Linked DNA regions of Dromaius novaehollandiae: region 2 is linked to region 1. A link is a contact called in public Hi-C data. All regions are on one chromosome and are shown on one strand. The core of a region is the stretch at or near the end of the contact, and the rest is flanking DNA. Distances in the headings are between cores, read along the strand shown. Region 1 holds the start of FAM181B (family with sequence similarity 181 member B). Region 2 overlaps PRCP (prolylcarboxypeptidase).

Region 1 (4,712 bases), core at 1,598-4,097:
TTTCCTACACAAAGGAAAGCAAAAAATTACTAGTAGAGATGCTTGCCCCTTACCCGGCGCCCTGAGTGCTGCCCCGTGGGAGGGAGGCACGGGCTGTGGGAACGCTGCTGCTGGGTCATCCAGCCTGTTTTGGTGTTGGGAAGAGGCCGGATGGATCAGGATGTCTAATCCAAACATTTGCAAGGAGTTGTGGTTGTTCCGGCACTGCAATCCAAACCCGCAGAGCAAACGTCACCCCTTCCCTCACAGCGGACCTTGGCATGAGTCGGATGGGACTGCAGGCTGCGCGGGAGAGCCACCGCGCTTGGGCTGAGCTATCCAGAGCAATCCTGAAAAAAGCACAGGCGTAAGACAGGCACTGGCTCGTACAACTGCTGGGAAAGAGAGACATTTTGCAGGAATGACCAAACTGTGATTTCCTTGAAAAAAATTAGCTCCTTGCAAGTTGTTGACATCATGTGGCTAAGCAAATTTCCCTCCAGGCATTGCTCAACTTGGGGTAATCAGCTCTGCTTGAAAGAACACAGAGAATGAGCATGTTTAATGCAATTATGAAGGCTTTCTAAAACTCTAAATCTGGCCTAGAATATGTAAATTTGGCTGCTTAGCACAACTGAATGCAAACTTCAGTTTGCAGGCCTGACAATTGTTTTAATACTCTCCAATTTTTAGGAGGTAATAAAGTCTCCCACTAAAGCGTATCTGAGCTCTCAAAGCTGTTTAATTGAATGAATTCAGCCTTAGAGAACAGACGCCAGGGCTTGCAGCTTTTTTCTCTAAGCCACCGGATATTTAGCCACTCCGCATATAATGCCACCCAGACTCATTAGCAACCCCCTTTCGAGAGGCTATGAAATATCACTAGTATAATGCTGAGGCAGCTACCAACTACAACTGAGGTGCCCGTGGTATTTCAGGATGGTTTGGGGTTGGTCAGATAGGAAATGGTTCCAGGCCAGCTGCACTTCCAGGACAGGGTGTGAGGCTCGCTTTCCAGGGCCTTGTGCAACTCAGAGTGGTCTCAAAGAGGATGCAGAACTGAAGAGACAGGTTTTTCTTCACATTTCACATTGGGAGAACTCAGAGCAGGCTGCAAGGCTTGACAGGGCTTCACGGGACCCACGGGTAAAAGCTCGGGTAGATAACCAGCATGAGCTGCACTCCAGCTAAATCATTTAAATCCGCCCCTCGGGGAGAAATTTCATTCTTCTACAGCCAGATGTACGAATTTCCCACAGCCTGCTACCTACCAGGCTTTGGCTTCAATTACGCGGTTGCGCTCGGAGTAAATGCCCAAAGGAGACGCTGGAGACCTCCAGGAGAGCACGGACGGCGCCACGAACCCCAGGCGCGGTGCGTCCCGTGTGTGCGGGCGCCAAGGCCGGGACAGGGACGGGGACAGCGAGGCGCCGTCTGCCACCGTCACCCGGAGCCTTTGACTACTGCTGTGACTCGCGTGTGCAAATTGGGTCGCACGCGGGTGAAACCCCTTGCAAAACCTCATTTTTTTTCCCTGCTTTTTCCTTCTGGCATAATACTACAGTGCTTCTAATGAGTCAATGCTGACCAGGAGAACTCAGTATCTATTTCAGACAGAACCAGATATGTCTTTATTCATATTTGGGCATATAAAATCATTAAAAATAAACCTGGAGCTCAAAGGGTTGAGATGAGTGCTGCTCCATATTAGTAGAAATACATGTAAAAGTTTTCTAAGGGAAAATTAACCATTTTTTTCCCCAAAAGAGGCAGGACAGTACCTTCAGGAACTGTTATCAGTGGTATTCAGTAGCAGGGAGGTAATTTTTCTACCTCCCATATGGAAGATTTGTACATCTGCTTTGCTAAACACATGCAAATGGTTCAGTTAAAATCTCTGCTGGATTACAGTGTTGGATTTTCTCAGGACCTGACTGGACTGGGAAAACACGACATCCGAAGTACCGTGCATAACAATGCGCTCGGAAGAAAAAGTTACTGCGAGCTGAGCCTCGCGCTGTGCTCTGGTGCTGGCTGCCACCACGGTGAGCCTGCCTTTCCAGGTGCCCGTGGTTAGATCCAGCGGCGCATCTGCCGCTGCTGGAGTTGATCCGGATGCAGGGGCGTTTCGGGAAGCTCTGGGAGCTGGGGATCTGGCGTGGGGAGGGGGGCACATTGCTGCTCCCGGGGGGTGCGTGGGAAGCTGTCTGGTGCAGGGGCTGGGATCTGGTCCAGGAGAGCTACTTGGCCTGCAGGGACTATGTATTGAGTCCAGCTGTGGCTGCACATCTGGCCCGGGAGGGGGGCTGTGTGTCCTGCCTGGGGCGTTGTGTGTCAGGTCTGGGGGGGAGTGTTCCTGTCCTGATGGGGTGGGAATCTGGTACCTGTCCTGGGGGACGAATGCCTCCACTGCGGGGTCAGTACCTGCCCCGGGGGGATCCAGTACCTGCCCTTAGGATCTGGTACCCGCCCTGGGGGCATCCGCTACCTATCCCGGGGATCCGCTACCTACCCCGGGGGGATCAGTACCCGCCCCGGGGACCCAGTACCTGCCTCGGGGGCATCCGATACCTGCCCCAGGGATCTGGTACCTGCCCCGGGGAGATCGGTACCTCCCCCGGGGAATCGGTACCTGCCTCGGGGATCGGTACCTGCCCCGGGGGATCGGTACCTTCCCGGGAGATCGGTACCTCCCCCGGGGAATCGGTACCTGCCCCGGGAGGATCCGGTACCCCCTCGCCAGCCCCCAGCCGGGCGCGGGGGAGCGGAGGGGAGCGGAGCAGTGAGGGGCGCCCGCCCCCGGCCGCGGCGGGGAGGCGGGGAGGGCCGGGCCGGGCCAGCCCCGCGCCTGAGCCCTCCTCCTCCCCCTCCTGCTCCCTCCTCCTCCTCCTCCGCCCGCCGCCTTTTCCCCGCCGCCGCCGCCCGCCCCGCGCAGCCCTGCGGAGCTCGGCGCCGGCGGCGCCCCGCCGCCGGCCATGGCCGTGCAAGCCGCGCTGCTGAGCCCGCACCACCTGCTCTCCCTCTGCTTCCCCGCCGGCGGCGGCCTCCTGGGCTACGCCGACCTGGAGAAGGGCTACGAGGGCGGCGGCGACGCGGCGGACTTGAGGGAGGCCACCCGGGACCTGCTGAGCTTCATCGACTCGGCCTCCAGCAACATCAAGCTGGCGCTGGACAAGCCGGTGAAGTCCAAGCGCAAGGTGAACCACAGGAAGTACCTGCAGAAGCAGATCAAGCGCTGCACCGGCATCATCGCCGCGCCGCCCGCCGCCGCCGCCGCGCCCGAGCCGGCCCGCGGCCGCCCGCCGCCCCCCGCGCCCTGCCCCGGCGGCCCCGGCAAGCCGGCGGCGCGGCGGGAGGCCTCGCAGGCGGCCAGCAGCCTGCAGAGCCGCAGCCTGGCCGCGCTCTTCGACTCGCTGCACCAGGCGGGCGGCGGGGCGCGGCGCGGCGCGGCGGGCGGCGGCGGCGAGGGCGGCGGCGGCGGCGGGGGGGCGCGGAAGGTGCCGCTGCGCGACCGCAACCTGCCGCCCTCCTTCTTCACGGAGCCGGCGCTGCCGGCCGCCGCCCGCGCCGCGCCGCCGCCGGGCCCCAAGGAGCCCGAGAAGGGCGCGGAGGCGGCCGAGTTCCTGGAGCTGCTGGGCCCCGAGTACGGCGCGCTGCTGCCCGAGCACGCCGCCGCGCAGGACGCCTTCGCCGGCCGCCTGCCCGCCGAGCTGGGCCTCGAGCACGGCCTCTACGAGGCGGCGGCGGCGCTGCCCGCCGGCCCGCACCCGCTGCTCGGCGGGCTGCTCTACCCCGAGCCGCCCTGGAGCCCGCCCAAGAAGGCGCCGCCCGAGGCGCTGCGCCCGCTGCCCGCCGCCGCCGCGCCGCCGCTCTACGCGGCCGCCGAGCCGCCCGCCGCCGAGGAGCCGGGCGGGCCGCTGGCGGCGCCCTTCGGCCCCTTCTTCCCCGAGTGCCCCCTGCCGCCGCCGCAGGTGCCCTACGACTACGGCGCCGGCTACCACCGCGCGGCCTTCCCGGCGCTGTAGGGCCTGCGGCGGGCGGGCGGGCGGCCGCGGAATGTCCGCTGCTCTGAGGCGTGCGCGGCGGCCGCCTGGCCTCAGCGCTGCGCCGGGCCTGGTTTTGCGCGGCGGCCGCCTCGCCTCAGCGCTGCGCGGGGGCCTGGTTTTGCGCGGCGGCCGCCTGGCCTCAGCGCTGCGCCGGGCCTGGTTTTGCGCGGCGGCCGCCTGGCCTCAGCGCTGCGCCGGGCCTGGCCTTGCACGGCGGCGTGGGGCGGCTCTCGGTGAAGGCAGGCCTGGCCGCTCGCGAAAGGTTTCCGCTTTGAGAAGTAGGACTCGAGTCAACTTGCGTTTCAGGTCTTCCCCGCACTCGCGTGCCGGGTGGATTTCCAGCTTGAGGATGCAAAACTGAGGGAAAAAAAGCAAAGCGAAATTAATTGAAACAAAAAAATAAAGGCTGCTACCAAATCTTAGTGTCCCGAAATTTAACAACGTCTTGCAGGATATTGCAAACAGCAATTTACAGTGATAAATAAGTGAATTGACGGCGCAAGCTCTGGACAAAACGTACTGTAGCAACTCCAGCGATGTGATTCCTACAGACTGTTGGATTTCTTTCAGGAATGTGTCAAAGCTCGGGAAGCGATGCGGCTCACTTTCGTTGTGTACAGGAGATTATTTGATAATCATTTAAGTTATGTAAAAGAGTCTATGATAGGTAAATAAAGCTACACAATA
Region 2 (4,712 bases), core at 1,425-3,924, 48 kb before region 1:
TTGTTCTCTGCTCTGAAGTAAATGTTCCAAGTGTTCCAAAATCTTCCAAATGTTGATTGAGTTGTAATTCCCTCTGGAAGGAAGATGGAAAAAAGCCACAGGCCTTTGCCTGTTATGGGACTGAGACTTTTCACAAGAGTGGCTTTATTTTTGCTTGTGTTTTGCATCTGCTCACTGCTTATTTCAGCCTAATGGAACAATGTGCCTGGAGTAATCTAGCTCTGACCTGTTGGTTCCCTACTGCTTGCCCCTCTCCTTGTCCCATGGAAGTGTCTCATCAAGATAATAATGCCTTGAACTGAAGCATCAATGATGTGAACGTTCAATGTATTTATTGCCATAATAATTTGTTCCAAATTTGCATAGTCAGTTGATTCTCAGGAACACAAGCCCACCCATTGCTTGGAGTAGAGCAGGGTAGCAATGAAATTGGAAACTGTTTAATGCAGTGTCAGCAGTAAAGCTGATAGAAGTGATTCTTGTCATCTCCTGGTTTGATCACACATGTTCTCCCTTGTACTGGAGCTTTGCCACCCTCATCTGTGGGACAGAAAATTTTGGGAGGGCTGGCACCTTTGACTGTCCTTCCAACTGCAGAAATTGTAATGAGGAGTTATGAGCTTACTGTGACTACTGGAGGATTTTTTACTGAAGTTCTAAAGTCCATAGGCACATTGAGCTTTATCTTGCATGGTAAGGAGAATCTGGAGTTTCAATTACAGCACAAAACTGTTAACAGCTTGGCCTTCAAAAACAACTTGTTCTTTGTATTCTCTTTAGTTTAGGTTTTCAACATAGAAATAACCTTTCTTCATGTACTGTGTGGGAAGGGACTTGTTTCTAACAAGGCCTGACATGACTAGAACCTGCTGCTTTCCTACAGCATAGCTGTTCAAACGTTTTTCAGTCTTTCTTTGAAATGCCTGACCAAACTGTATGATACGCAGCAATAGTAGAGATCATGTCTGAGGTTTTCCTTGTCAGTGCTTTTTAATCACTGCAATAATAGAGTGCTAAAAACAGACTTCCTTAAACGGTTACAGCCTCCTTAGAGCAGATGACATGGTTTCTGCAGCATAAAAGAAGCTTCAGTAAAAACATGAAGCATTGTTGTAGTAGAAGGCCAATGTGTTGATGAAAACATAGTCATGAGGTGTTCCCATGATGAGGCACTAAAGCCTACATTCATTTTGGTGTAAATAATAAGCTTGTTCAGGGAGCTCATTTGGCAGCTGGAGAAGAATTGGTAGCTGTTGTTCTAGAGCATCACCAGTTGGATGGAAGTTAGTATCAGTTAATATACAAAAAACCAAGTATTGTTGTGTCTGTGTATTTTGTTAAACATGATGGATTAATGAAGTAAATCTAATGATCAAAACCTCTGAACTGCCCCACTGTTGTGGGGAGTTTTAAACTTTTCAATGACATCAAGATTCTGTCCCTGAATTCAGTTTTTTCCTTTCTACTTTGGTGTAGGACTTTCAAGGTAGTGAGTTCATGTAGCCAGATGCAGCAAGGTATACTTTTCATCTCCTTACTCTTCCATAAACCATCAAATGATTATGTATTTCTGCTGTCCCATGCACAAGTACCAGCCTCTCAAGAAAAGAATGGAGAATCCAATTGCTAAATACTTGCAGAATACCTGATTCCATGCCTTTAAAATGGAAAAGGTGAAAAGTAAAGCTAACCTTCATATTTAAGCCAGTAAATTGTCAGGTATTGTCAGAGAATATTTGCAGCTGTCAGTGAGATGAAACAAAAGATCAGTCCTGGGAGGCCATAATACTCATATGTGCAACAGGGGAAAATGCAGAAACAAGAATAATGTCAGGGAGGGAGGCATTTTTTTTTTTTTTAGTCGACCGTCTTTAGCTTTCATTCCTGATTCCATGTATCTGCTGCCACAAAGAGGTAAATAGCATGTGAGTATACATTTTTAGTAGTACTCTTAACAAATTTGGGACCTCCTTGAATATTGTGCTGTACAGGGATGGCAAGGCCATCTCTGCTCTCATAAGCTTATAACTTAAAAAGAAGAAACAAAGATTTTAAGAGGAAACAAAAGTGATAGGGCCAACTAATTGGACTAGAGTCCTACAGCCTGTTAAGAGTAAAGCCAGGAATAGAAACACATCACTGAAATCCCAAAGAGGCTTGTGCCCCACTGCTGTTCATGGCCAGAGGATATCCTCAGACTATCCTGTATCTTCCTATCCTGAGGAAATAATTCAGACAGGATGAGCACTCAAAACAGCTCCATGAGTGCTCGGAGGGGGGAAATCTCTTAAAATCCTCTGGCTTCTCAGTGGTAAACAACTAAGTGATTTGATTTTGCATAGAATATCCAAGCTTGTGAAAATAAAGCTATTAGAGAACTGGAATGCAAGACCTGACAGAAGCGCTTTCAGAAGCTTGCAGTCTTGCCAGAAACTCAAGAGTGGGGGGGGAAAAAAAATTCCCGCAGCTTTTTGTTAGAAGCTACCCTATGAAATGTAATCTCTTTTGGAGGAAGCTTAGCTTAGCTGTCCTGACTCTGTGGTCATTAATGATCTTAAGGTGCTGCTGAGGAGGAAGTGCTTTTTTAGCCCCTTGTCCTGTTTTGTCTTTATACTTCACTCATTCCTGTAGTTTCTGAATACTTCCAGGAGTATATTAAGCAGATTAACATCTGTACATTAACATCTGTTGTACATTTGTTTTTTCATCTGCTCCTCAGGGGCGAGTGTGTAGCAGAGCAGCTAGTTTGGGAAGTCCATTTAAAACAAAACAAAAAACCGCACAAAAAAAACCCACAGAGACAAATTATCGCTGACAGCTTAGCATAAGCACGTGATACACATGTACATATAAGGTAAAGTCAAAGAAATGTGCCTTGTTTTTAGAGAGGAAGGCAATGAGGTAGGCTGTGGCCCTTCCTTGCAATGAGGGTTTGCTCAGTGGACCGATCCAGAGAAGGCTCCTCATCTTGAGCAAATGAGCTGTACTTCGTTATAGAAAGTTCCTCTGAGCTAAAACAGCAAAGCTGCTGACTTGAACCTGGGGTGTCAGCAGCCTCTTGGACAAAATGACTTGTGCTGCTTACCTGTGTTTTTAATCAAGTTCAGTGCGTGCAGTTCTCAGCAGCTGTGGCTGTGCTTTAAGTGAGTGCGGTCTTCCATATAGAGTTGTCTGCCTCCTGAGCAATCTGTTATTTATACATAGGTATTTTCCCCAAATGTTTTGTGAGGCTTTTGAATCAAAGCTATAGGCAAAAAGAAAAGATGACCCCTTTTCTTAATAATGATTTTTTTTTTTGTTCATGGAAAAAAGTTTGTTGCTTGCTTTCTTTGTCTTAGGGCTGCAGCTCTCCAAACTATTCCTGTCCTGCCCATCTCAGTTTAGAAAAGTATGTCTTAAACTTATTTATAACTTCTTACTTCCAGTACTCCTTCTTTTGTTATATTTATCCTCCCTTTTAGAATGGTACTGTCAAAATTATGGATGACTGAATCTGTGTCAGAACTACCATTGTGTGTGTGTCAGAGTTGCATTTTTAAAATGCTACTGTAGTTCTGAGGATATGGTTTGTATTGCTGCTGCTGATGATTGTATTCTTATTTCTAACCATTCTGCTAGGTAGCACTGTTTATGGAAGCTTAAAACTTTGTGGTGGTATAACTGTTTTAGATTAATCTTAGAATATTATAGTTTGGAAGGGATCTCTGCATGTCATCTGGTCTAACCTCTCACTCAAAGGCCAACTGGCAGAGGACCTGGCATTTGCTATTGACATGTAATCTCATCCTGGTGGTAACTGTAACTATCAAACACCTTATATATGCTAATATGCTTTTATCAGTGTTACTCTTAACCAGCAGTTACACTATTGTAATGTGTATTAAACTGTTTTCTTCTTTTGCTGTTAGTCTGTTCTATCTCAGTCAGTTTGGTTGCAAAAGTAGGTGTTCTTGTCTTATTGCTTTTGCATAAGAGTGGAAAAGATATTTTCTGGTTCAACTTCTTAATAAAATCTGATTTTAAAAAAAAATCTGAGTGACTTGAATTGTAAAATGTAGATCAACACATGATGGCATTTACTTGTGTATCCATTCTGTAACACACAGCAAAAGAAACCACTTTTTGAATGAGAACAGGTAGCTCCCCTGCGGGAGCCCTGTAGCTTCCTGCAGTGTGGTGTGGCTAGATGACAGCTCCATCTGCTGTTCTTGGACTGCAGCTTTCCCTTTGTATCAAAACATTTCACTTTACAATTTTATGTTGCTTCTTGTGGTTATTCAGTCTGCCTTTGCAAGTTTTCAAACATATCTCTCTGGTGAGGAGATACTCCTTGGGACACTTCCAAACTGCATATTGATCCTCCAGATTCAGAAATTCTTCAGGTTTCTTGTCAATAACTGGTACCTGGGACATCTTTCTCTCTCTGCTTTAGAAATGTTAGGTTTTATTTTCTAGTCATGTTATGTGTCTTACGCTTGCAAAGACAAGTTGCTACAGGATAAGAAACCCCACCTTCTAGCAATTAAATTCTTGCTCTTCTGTTGACTAATAGGTTCTTGTGGGGGGTTTATTGAGCAGAAGTTTGGACTTGGGGTCTCAGTACCGTGTTTTCTTTTATGTACCCATGGTTTGATGTGAATAGGATGAACAGAGGCAGTTTAGCTGCCAGACACTATGCAAATTTTACAGGTTGAGGGAGGAATGGGAGAGAA

Evidence for each region. A called contact is a pair of places that touch in the nucleus more often than the background predicts.
Region 2: a contact with region 1 is called in a Hi-C map of ovary, with 4 times the contacts expected there. The contact joins the enhancer-like site here to the promoter of FAM181B in region 1. A contact is called at or near these places in 3 of 4 Hi-C or Micro-C datasets (brain, liver and ovary).

What each region holds. Positions count from the first base shown.
Region 1 is chr1:210,756,193-210,760,904 of bDroNov1.hap1, reverse strand. It overlaps FAM181B (family with sequence similarity 181 member B), which reads left to right and starts at 2,847. Exons shown (of 1, transcript XM_064505161.1): 1 at 2,847-4,712. The coding sequence starts at 2,955. The coding sequence ends at 4,004. LOC135330587 (a long non-coding RNA gene) reads right to left here and starts at 324. Exons shown (of 4, transcript XR_010392553.1): 1 at 54-324.
Region 2 is chr1:210,804,058-210,808,769 of bDroNov1.hap1, reverse strand. The region is part of intron 1 of PRCP (prolylcarboxypeptidase); the gene reads left to right. Among named protein-coding and RNA genes, the nearest start is that of PRCP, 11 kb to the left of the region's middle. Within about 2 kb of position 2,674, at least 1 of the 2 cell types and tissues checked has open chromatin away from gene starts, as enhancers often do.